Linked DNA regions of Drosophila melanogaster: region 1 is linked to region 2. A link is a contact called in public Hi-C data. All regions are on one chromosome and are shown on one strand. The core of a region is the stretch at or near the end of the contact, and the rest is flanking DNA. Distances in the headings are between cores, read along the strand shown.

Region 1 (5,731 bases), core at 1,300-3,799, 110 kb after region 2:
GGAGCCAAAATCAATGCATTCTGCCGGGAGAAATTCCTCACTAATGGAGTTGCTCTCGGTACCGATATCCAGGGAACCCAAAATGTTTATGGTCTTTGGAATGTTGTCCCATCGTTTGCCTGCATTTGAAGTGTGAAAAAACACTGGTTTTGGAAGGTGTGAGACCTTTGGAAATTGGTCAATTCGATCTTCAGTTGTGCCGGTCTCTGCTAGCTCCAAATGCGATCCCGATGCAGTGGGACACCAAGTACGGCGACGCTTCTGCTGACCCTTGTCGCTCAGGGAGTGACCACAGATTATCTTGTGCATGTCGTGTTTTATTTGTCTCTCCAGATGCTCTACCTTTTGCTGGTTCTCGTTTTTGCGCTCTTCTTCGGCCAGCTTATCCTTAAGCACCTTTATTTCTCGCTCCAGCCGCTTCATCATTGTGGCGTCAGATACCATCTCGTTGACTTGGGGCTTAATGCGAATTTTCTTGGCTCGCGTGGCGAAACTAAGGGTAGACTGCGACTCTTCCATGATCGATGGTTTGATTGTGCAAATGATGGATGTGAATGCATTGCCGCCCAAAGAAGCCTGCAGAATGCGCGTCAGCTTGGAATCGCGGTAGTTGGTAAATCTATTGTCCGCGTTTTCCGACAGACTTTTGATAACGTTACTGAGAAAAAGTAAGCTCTTGTTTATATGACCGCCCTCTTTGAGGCGCGCTCCTCGAGCACCCGTTTGGTCCGCCCGCTCTGACCCAGCCAGATCCACCAGGTTCAACACGCTTTGAATCACTGCGTCGTCATCGCTGTGGTCCGACTTTCGGGACTCGATGATCTGTGGGATACATGTTGCAGATTATCGGAAAGAAAATAGCAGGCTGCACTTACTATCTTAAATATGGCATGCGAACGGCTGGACCGCTCGTTCATGTTCGTCTCGCCCACGGTGCGCTCCTTATTGCCCAAGCATAGCAGGCGCAGGAGGTCAACCTCGCTGGTTATGATGCACTCCTCGCAGTTCACATTCACAATCCCATTTCCGGACTCATGGATCTTGAGGTCCTGATTCTTCTTGTTCAGCAGATCGTAGATCTTCTCGTTGTAGATCTCGATGTAGCCCACGCGCAGCAGAAAGTCCCGCTCCGTCTCACTGGAGATCTGTTGAAAGATCTCCTTGGCGGCTAGCACCATGACGCCCGGATTCTGTTCGTCGCCCATCATGGTGTACGTCTTGCCTGAAATGCATGCCCGGTTTTAGGTATACCGCCGCGTATATATAGCACAGTACCCACCCGACGACGTCTGGCCGTAGGCAAAAATAGTTCCGTTGAAGCCCTGCATGCAGGCGTGCACTATGTGCTTGGCCATCCGGTCGAACACCTCCTGGTTGCTGGCGCCCTCGTCGAACACATAGTCTGCCAAACGGAATGGAATGTAAATGAGATAAAGGTCTTGTGGATCAGGATACGCTCAACGCTCTAACCACTCACCGAAGACATAGGGCTCCGCATGGCTGTCCGCCAAGTGGATGGAGCGGCGCTCCTTCACCTGCCAGAGTGAAGTGAGCCCGGGCTCGCAGGGACGCACCTTGATGCAGACCTGGATGGAGCTGGCGTTCTTCGCAGACATCTTGGCGCCTTCTTGGTCTCAATGCTTTATGATAAACAGAACGCAGTTCATAAACAAACATAAAATTCAATGTTTTACAGTAAACAAACATTGATCGACATCTTTGTTGCTCGTTAAATTCGAACAAATGCCGCTTTGCAAAATCAGGGATGTATATGCTTCGATATCTTCGAGTGGCGCTAACGACTCGATAGATAAATCGGTTCATCGATTGTTATCATAGTTCCAAATAGGGCTGCAAAAATAAAAACAGAAACACATTATGTTCTTATCCCACAGGGCTGCATTAACATTCCTGATCAAGGGTCGCTACGGCATATATATATTCTAAGACGTTGTGTTCTTATTGGTAGGGCATGCTAACTAACAAAGTTCTATGACTCAATACTTTAAGGTCAAACAGAAAATAGAACAAGCTCTTAAATACATGCGAAAACTACGGTTTAAATTTCATATAAGTTCGTATTTTTTCTACTAATTCATAACTTCTATTCATAGCACACATATAATGTGGAAAGTATTTGATTCCAAAACAAATATTTGAAATAAATTATAACTAAGCTCCCTAATATAACCACTATAATATTTTCCAAATTTTCAATTTTCCTATTTTTTTTAATAGTGAACAACTGGGATTATTATTCCAATGAAATCTCATGTTTATATCAGACAGTATTCTTCTGTATGCATTAAACAATCCCCTCAGCTTTTGTCTGTCTGTAAGTAAGCATTTAATTTAGCGGTCTTTACTATTTTGGAAATATAGATAATAATAATCTATATTATATATCACGAAAAAGCTCGGAAAAAGTTTTATGTTCGAAGCCTATTGGATTATATTTTCATATTCGCCGAAAGCTCCTCAAACTTTTAAATTGAACTGGCTCGCGCCTATTTACTGGTTCCGTATTTCGATCTGGTTCGCTTCCGAAGCGGTATTTGTTCGAATTTACAAAGAGAAACTAACATGTCGATCAAACTAGCTTTTATAAAACGTTAAAATCTGTTTGTGTCTGTTCATTGTGCATGTCAAACACGTTTCCCACAAGTCGCAAAGATGTCTACGAAGAACGCCAGCTCCATCCAGGTCTGCATCAAGGTGCGTCCCTGCGAGCCCGGGCTCACTTCACTCTGGCAGGTGAAGGAGGGCCGCTCCATCCAGTTGGCGGACAGCCATGCGGAGCCCTATGTCTTCGGTGAGTGGTTAGAGCGTTGAGCGTATCCTGATCTACAAGACCTTTATCTCATTTACATTCCATTCCGTTTGGCAGACTATGTGTTCGACGAGGGCGCCAGCAACCAGGAGGTGTTCGACCGGATGGCCAAGCACATAGTGCACGCCTGCATGCAGGGCTCCAACGGAACTATTTTTGCCTACGGCCAGACGTCGTCGGGTGGGTACTGTGCTATATATACGCGGCGGTATACCTAAAACCGGGCATGCATTTCAGGCAAGACGTACACCATGATGGGCGACGAACAGAATCCGGGCGTCATGGTGCTAGCCGCCAAGGAGATCTTTCAACAGATCTCCAGTGAGACGGAGCGGGACTTTCTGCTGCGCGTGGGCTACATCGAGATCTACAACGAGAAGATCTACGATCTGCTGAACAAGAAGAATCAGGACCTCAAGATCCATGAGTCCGGCAATGGGATTGTGAATGTGAACTGCAAGGAGTCCATCGTAACCAGCGAGGACGACCTCCTGCGCCAGCTCTACATGGGCAACAAGGAGCGCGTCGTGGGCGAGACCAACATGAACGAGCGGTCCAGTCGTTCGCACGCCATCTTCAGGATAGTGAGTGCTAGATTCTTGTATTAATCATATAATATGCAAGATTATTTCTACAGATCATTGAGTCCCGAAAGTCGGACCACAGTGATAACGACACCGTAAAGCAGAGCGTACTGAGCCTGGTGGATCTGGCTGGATCCGAACAGGTGGACCCCGCGGACCACGCATCCAGCCTTATGATTTTTCGCAACTTGGTTAAGAGCCTCTCCGAGAGTGTAGATAGCAAGCCGAATAGCTTTCGCGATTCGAAACTTCCGCGCATCATGCTGCCTTCGCTGGGTGGAAATGTTTTGACCTCTATCATCTGTACAATTACGCCATCGTTCGTGGAGGAGTCGTCATCCACTATAAGCTTCGGCACGTGTGCCAAAAAAATTCGTTGCAAGCCGCAGGTCTGCAAGATAGACTCTGAAACCACGATGATGAGGCAACTTGATCGCGGGATCAGTATGTTGAAGGATAAGCTTGCTAAGAAGAAGATCAAGAATGAGAGCCAGCTGGTATTGCAGGAATTGGAAGGTCGCATCAAGCGCGACATGTTGAAGATCGTTTCCAGCGCCTCGCTTGACGACTATCGCCTCCAGAAGCGTCGTCGTACTTGGACTTTAACCGCCTCAGGCTCAGAAGGCGACGCTCCTGTTCTCGCATTGCCTGAGCCAGAGGAGTCCCGTCTACCGCGTCCTTCGAAGCTGACTAACCTGCCGAAACCCTTGTTTCAGCGGCGGGGGATTGCTCCCAAAGCCAAAGGCATTTGTAAAACCCTAAAGGAGAAAAGGTTACAAACGGATAATATGGACACTATGCCTGGCCGGGCGAAACAGTTGGGAAGAGAGACAGCTAGCAGAATTCCTTCAGTAATGATGTCAAAAAAGTATCAGGAGTCGGTGCCGAAGTAAGTAAATTTATGAATTATTTATTTTACTTTTAGATCTAGAGTTATAAAAAGATTCAAATGAGTTAAACAAACGAAACTACATAGTATTCTACGCGACTATATCGTTTTGAAAAGTACTTTAAGTAAGCAATTTTGCGCATTTTGAACATACCAACTCACCTCTTGCGCGCACTCACCTGACACCTGAACTAAAAACGAGGTGGAGACGAGTGCGGCGTGCTCTTCTACTCGGCTGTCTTCTCGTGCGGTCTTCGCTCGCTCTTCTTGCTTTCTCGCAGCAGTCGCAGCGAAGAGGGCAAGCTGTCTCAACTGGGAGTCCGATCGCGAAGAAATCGAAAACAAAACAAACGCCAACGCAAATAGCCGTCGAGAAGGAAAGATTTCTGGGGGAGAATCCGGGAGCGGAAAGAGGCGAGGCGACGCCTGTTGTGAGCCAGTTTTGCGAATAGACTCGGCTGGATGCGATGTGACGCCCCAGCTACGATCGCTTTGTGGCCCTGGAAGCGCGATAAGGCAGTCAGCCGATCGACAAGGTAGTTAACTGGCCAACTTCTTGATAATTTGATCGCTGGAATTCCGCAATGCTCATTGTATTTGCCGCTGTCCGTCAGTCAGCACGCTTTTCCTCCGCCCATCGCTCTCGCGCTCCTCCCCCGATCGTCTTGGGTGATCGATGACGTCGGCCCTACTGTCGATCCACCAACGTTATAGACTGTGATGTAACGCATATAGATTGGCTAACCGAAACCGAAAAAGTGAGTGAGTGAGTGAGTGACTTGGGTAAAAGATCTGCGCTCAAAATAATAGCACAGTGCAGTTGCACTTCTGTTTCGTTTGCGAAAATAAACAATTTGTGAAAGGTGTTTAGATTTGAATCTTTAAAAACGCTTCTATTTCTTTGACCATGTTCGCGTAACCCACACATCTCGCCTGGTGCAACTTCAACTTGAATGCCGCCAGCTGCTTCTATTTTTAGTGGTTTTTTGTGAACGCCGGATTCCCTCAGACAGCACCCATTTAGCTAGGCAGAGTAAATAGCTTTTCGTAGCCATGCGCGCACTGGAAATATAAATAGAGTTAAAGTATATTTATGGAGTTCCTGAATTTACGTATTCATTCAAATCCCTCAATTTTCCTATCAATTACAGCTGCGATGCCCCGCAGACCGAGATCTCTGCGCTTACTGCATCCAACCAGGTAGCAAAGGAGACGATCGAGAAGTACGAGGAGCAGGTGAAGAGGCTAAAGGAGACAATTGAGCGGCTGGAGATGGAGAACGGCAAGGCAGTCAATCTAGGGGAGCAATTCGAAACACACAAGGCCAAGTCGAAGCAAATGGAGGAAGAACTTCTCTCCTCCATCTCCGAAAAAGATTCGACCATAGTAAGTCTGCAACAGTCCCTTGAGGAGCTATCTCGGGATGTG
Region 2 (5,624 bases), core at 922-3,421:
GGCTGCGTCGAAATTCTGAAATGCGGTGTAATTTAATAATTAGCAACTGGGTAAATATAAATATTTGTCATCTAATTGCCTAACTCATTTCCCTGGCCATCTGGATGGCATCGATTACTGCTTTCTTCTGGAAACGTGATTGATACCACCTAACACCTGTACTTTATCATAAATAAAAGCAATTCGTCTGGCGTATGTATGTTTCTGGCTAAGATTATTGAACCTCTTGATATTTTCCGGCAATTTGTGATCCTACTGGAAACAATTTATTTAATGTTGAGGCAACATCGTCTGATCGGCCGTTTGATTGATAAGAACTATTGGACCGATAGTAATAAATGGTGATAACAATGTCTGGCCCAATTGTTCACAGCAGATTATTGCCATTTAAAAGGAATAGTTTTTTTTATTTTGTAGAATAAAATCTGAAAGTGCATTTCGAAAAGTGGTTTAAAATGCTGGGCAGTTTAAAATGAACAATAGAGAATAATATAGTCGAGATACTCGACTAGCAGATACCCGTTATTTGGTTTGTGGGAGTGCGAACGAGCGAAATTACAAAAATTCTTTGGTATATCGATAGAAATTGTCAAAATTGTGGGCGTGGTAGTTTGCGTTCAGACGGGCGGACAGAAGGACGGACATACCGACTTGGCCAATGAATCTAATCAATAATATATATATAATACTTTATATGCTTTCCTGCTACCTGTTACATAAATTTCAAAGAATCTAACGGGTATAAAAACCATTTGGTTCAGACTAAATTCTTTTTCTCTCTGCGAACGTGAAAAAAAATTTGTTGTCAAGTACTTATTTTCTGACCCTTGCAATTTGCTTTTATGTTATTCAATAAAATCACCAATTAAAAGTATCCGTCTCTAAATCAAATAAAATTCAAAACATGCATTCGTGCCCATACAGACATGAAGCGGTTTAACTAATTGAGACAAACATGCTTGTCAAAATTTAAAGCTGTTTTCGTGCAAGAGAAAACAAATTTAAATAAATTATGAGAGTAATTGATTTTGATTTGAAGAAGCCACAAAATGTTTTTTTCTAGTTTTTGTTTATTTTATCTTTATAACTGCGGTGAAAATATTCTCTTAGCCATTAACCCAATAAGGCTTAAAGTTTGGAGACAAGGAAAATAAGATTTGTAAAAACATTCTATATTCCATAACAAAGATGATAATGTTAAAAAAAGGGGTCAATTCCTTATCATTAGTTTTAATTTTGTTAAATACAATCTCCATACTGCAGTAGTTTTGAAATATACTTTCGGTTTGATGTGCTTAGATTGCTTAGTTACAGACTAATTGAAATGTTATTATTATGTAACGCCCACGCGTACTATCATATATGTACACACACATATACAATGCACCCATATCTCAGAGCGTTGCACATGTTTTTAACCACACTTGAATCATTCGCAAAGCTTTCATCCCAGCGACTTAACTCGTTCATATACATCTGAACGTGTGTATGTATTTACTTATTTACCTGTACTGAAATCCCTAAGCCACTTACCTTAACTTCCTGACACAGTTCCTCCACGGGGAGCTTTAGTTTGTAGGTAACCTTGTCAAAAAAAAAGAAGGAAAATATATGGTCAACAACGTTGATTAAATTGTGCAATAAATTAAATGCACTTATTTTCTATTTGTCCACTTCTAAGCGCTTTTACATGCTTGCAAATTCACATACAGTGTGTACTCGATAAGTAAAAGCAATCGAATAGCTTAATTTAAATGAATTGCATTGTAGGCATAGACTTTCAAATATTTAATATCTTTTTAGTGTTAGTTTTCGTCGAAAAAACATTTTTTGTGTGGTTATACTTAGTTTAATTATTTGTATTTTTATCCGAGGGCGCACTGTACTTTTGAGCACTTGTATGGGTGTAAGCTTTTGCTTACTCCAACAAATAATCGACTGTCACGTCAGGGGATTGGCGAACCTTACCTTAATCCCATGCTGTTCCAGCAGCTCCACGCAGGATTTGTCCACAGCATCGCAGACCAGCACTTTTCTTATATTGAGGGGCATATTTGGGTGGGTAATGAATACACTGAAAAATCTGGACAACCGGTAGATTGCGTTAATTTTTGCCAATTACTTTCCGCAACTCACGATCTGCGCCGCCGAGCAAACAAATTGAACTGACTTCGAGAGTGGGTTTCTCGGGCCATCGAACCTGACTTCGAATGCCTCTCGCCGGTGCAGTGCGATTGTTGTTTTTTCTGGGTGATAACCAAACCACTGAGAGGATCGGAGAGCGCCACTTGGATCTTAAAGTTCTCTCCTTCTTCTCGCGCGATTTGTTCTTCTTGAGTGTGCGTGTGTGAGTTGTTTTCGATTTTTGCACGCAAAACAACAATTTTAACCCACGGACGACCCTGTGATTAAAAATGATTTAAAAATTTCAGCTTTTGTAAAAAAATATGGCAAGCTTTCTAACTTTAATTGTATTATGCATTTATTTACTTTCTAATAGGGTTCAAAAAAAAGTACTTACCCATATAATCAAACTCACGCCGAATAGATAAGACTGCATTTATTTTTAATATTTTTATTGTATTTGCTTTTATTTGCAATTTAGCTTTCATTTAACTACGTATTTTCCAAAAACATATTGTGAACAACATTTGAATGCGGAAAATGAAAACGAAAACAACAAAATGTCGTCAAGGTGATGGCAGGTATTCATCCTTAACATTAAATTAAAGGAATCTTACAAAGTTGTTAACAAAATAATTAGGTAACAAATTGAAATATCATTAACTATTTACATACAATTTTTGAAAATTGCTGATTGGATTTTAGTTACCGTTTTTCTCATTTTTTACAATATGTATATGTTTTGTATGTATAAAATATTCTATATAAATTGGGAGCGGTGTTGATATTTCCACCAATAGTTCATTTTTATCTTTCCAGGGTATTCGGTGTGGGGATCTTTGGTTAATAATATATTGATTACGGAAATTTCATGCGTGCTCTTGTCAAATTTTCCACCTTCTATTCCAGTTCAATAAGTTATTTAGGCTAAAAAAATAAGGTTTGCTTTTCTTATTTAAGTGGCTTTGAAAAGTAGAGAAGTTATTACCGCTAAATTTAATTATATATAGGCGTATCTTTAAAGTTTCAGTATGCTTGCTATAAAACTTGTTTGTATGTTTGTGTTTTTTTTTTATAGTTTTCAAGAGTGTCAACAAATCGAAATTGCTTGGTTTGGTTTTCATTTGTTTTATTATAATCGGAAATAAGAGTTTATTATTACAAAAAAATTGCTATACTTTTGAAGCAAACCAGTTTTACTTCTTTGCAGACCTCTGTCCGTCTGCTAGAAGGTTATGTAATGGAATATATGAATTTATCAAGTTTAGTTTTCGAAAACTTTCAAAGAACTTGAGTTGAGAAATTTAAGGCATCTTACAAAATATCTTCAACATATTCCTATCAGATCTGATGAAATTTTCATGGCAAAGTTCACCTTTCCGTTACCAGAAAGTATCTAACAATATCTGGGATAATCAGTTATTTTTTAATCAATATTATTTTAATTAGTTTTTGGATTTCACGCTTACAAAATGCCGGCTGATGTATCTTTATCGGTTTAAATTTTGTTAATTATGGCAAGAACATACATACATATTTATATATGCAGCTCTATAAATGTGTGTATCTTTTTTAATATATACCATTATAATATATTGAATTACCAGTTCTGTGAATTATGTGCAATATTCTAACATACACACTTCTCATCAACTGACCATTTAAACTTAAGTTTTCCGCTTGTCCCCTTCTTAGCTGCAAAGGATCGTATCTAGTTTTGTTTTTAACTTTATGCTAGTATTAAAAAGTAATATTTCATTTAGGTTTAGCTAATACATAGATCATTTTGCTTTGCCACTTTTTACAAGAAGTGCTTGTGTATCGTTTGCTGCGTTCCGTTATATATTTAAATTTCAATTTGTTCCTCGTTAAAGCGCCTCCAGTGCCTTGGTCAACCCCATTCAAATTCTCTAGGGGATGGGAGGTGTTCTCCCATCTGACCTTTTAAACCCTCCCTCTCCTGAATGTGGCTAACAATTTCAATTAGGTATCTGTATTTGTCGTGCGCTGTTCAAATTTACTTTCTGAAAATTAGTTATATCACCTTGTATCTCTTATATAAAAAAGTACTAGATTTTTTCTGCGGGCAAATTGCCCGACCTGTCACTAAACTCTGACCCCGTGTTACAGGATTCAGCTGTTGTCCTTGGACAGTAGGATGGGTTCTGTGGGTGTGCTTACAGATCAAAACTAGCTGAACATCGACTCTTACTCGAGGTGGTGGCGATCGATTTGAATGCAGTGCGGTTCATCATTGTTGGGCGCTAGCTCAGTTCGACAACTAATGATCGACAAATTTAGCATGGTGGTTGGAATTGTAAAAGGAGTGCTCGTTCGGAATGGGCCAGATCAACGACTATCGTCTCAACATTACGTGTACAATTCAAAACTTGAACAATAATTTTGACGCATTCGACTTTAGCGATTGGTGGTGGTCAATAATGATCTAATGGGGCGGCGGAAATGCAGAATATCTGGGGTGGAGTGCTGTCGTGTAACTCGATTTGATGGATTTATAAGGCACTGGTAGTTTAAATCGCTATACCTAAACCTGAATCGATTTTCGATCCTTATCCAGGTTGCAGGCCCGTTCGCGGCTAGTTCAACTTGAGTTTTGAACTGAGATCGCGAACTGTGCGCTTTGGCAGGTGTGTGGCATGATATGGTGTGGCAAGGTATCTAGGTCGAAAGTATTGCTGTTGGAAGTTGAAATTGTGTACAATGCGTTTCATTCAAGATATATAATACAAATGTTTAACAACTAATAAAATGATAGTATTAGATGTACGGCCGTATTTAAGAAATATTCAGTTAAAAACTTCAAGCTTAAGCTTTCAAAATTATAGAATAAATACATTATGGATATATCAATTAATTTCAACTCATGATCATATGGCTTTGAGACGCACTGTAAGTGTAAATTTTTCTGTGTAGAGAAGGAAAAGCGCTGGATGCGAGAAATAGGTATCGGTTTGAGATTAAAGAGATTTCAATCGGTTCACAGTCAATTGAGAGTGTAAGAGTGTGTGTGTGTGTGTCGAGTGTGTGGAGGTGTGTTTGTGTGGCTCGACTTAGATTAAGACACGTTCACTAAATTATTAAAGCTGACACTTATTCATGTACTTAGTCAATCGATTGCATAACAAATACGAGACCCATTTGGGGACCAACAAATCCTGTTGGCTTTGGTTTCGGACTCCTTTCTTTTAACTTTTAATTTCCCACTGTCGACTAGCTTAAATCTTAGGCTTAGACCATTTAATTTAAATTCACATTACTCAAATAAAATCTGATTACACTTAGCTATAGCATTTAAGACACATAAGGCCCCACTTGGCATTGGGCTGCTTCCTTTGGTTTGCTTTAACCGCCACTTTAACGCTCACTTTAACTTTAACCAGCTACTTTGTGTGTGTGTGTTTCTGTTTGTGTGTGTGGATGTATCTGTGTCGCTGTATCTATCAAATTGATCTGATCATCGAATGGAACATTTACAAATG

Evidence for each region. A called contact is a pair of places that touch in the nucleus more often than the background predicts.
Region 1: a contact with region 2 is called in a Hi-C map of the S2 cell line, with 4 times the contacts expected there. The contact joins the promoter of cana here to the promoter of CG6287 in region 2. A contact is called at or near these places in 11 of 107 Hi-C or Micro-C datasets (the D17-c3 cell line, the Kc167 cell line, the S2 cell line and 2 more) and 2 of 6 datasets of contacts at active chromatin or transcription factors (both in the Kc167 cell line).

The regions. Positions count from the first base shown.
Region 1 is chr2L:11,267,231-11,272,961 of dm6, forward strand. cana (CENP-ana) reads left to right here and starts at 2,550. Exons shown (of 11, transcript NM_001032076.2): 1 at 2,550-2,812; 2 at 2,888-3,010; 3 at 3,068-3,414; 4 at 3,468-4,303; 5 at 5,455-5,731. The coding sequence starts at 2,674. cmet (CENP-meta) reads right to left here and starts at 1,772. Exons shown (of 12, transcript NM_080254.3): 1 at 1,478-1,772; 2 at 1,280-1,402; 3 at 876-1,222; 4 at 1-822. The coding sequence starts at 1,616.
Region 2 is chr2L:11,153,550-11,159,173 of dm6, forward strand. CG6287 reads right to left here and starts at 2,172. Exons shown (of 6, transcript NM_135652.3): 1 at 1,969-2,172; 2 at 1,534-1,584; 3 at 1-15. The coding sequence starts at 2,052. Ca-beta (Ca2+-channel-protein-beta-subunit) reads right to left here. Exons shown (of 12, transcript NM_001273447.1): 12 at 3,646-5,624.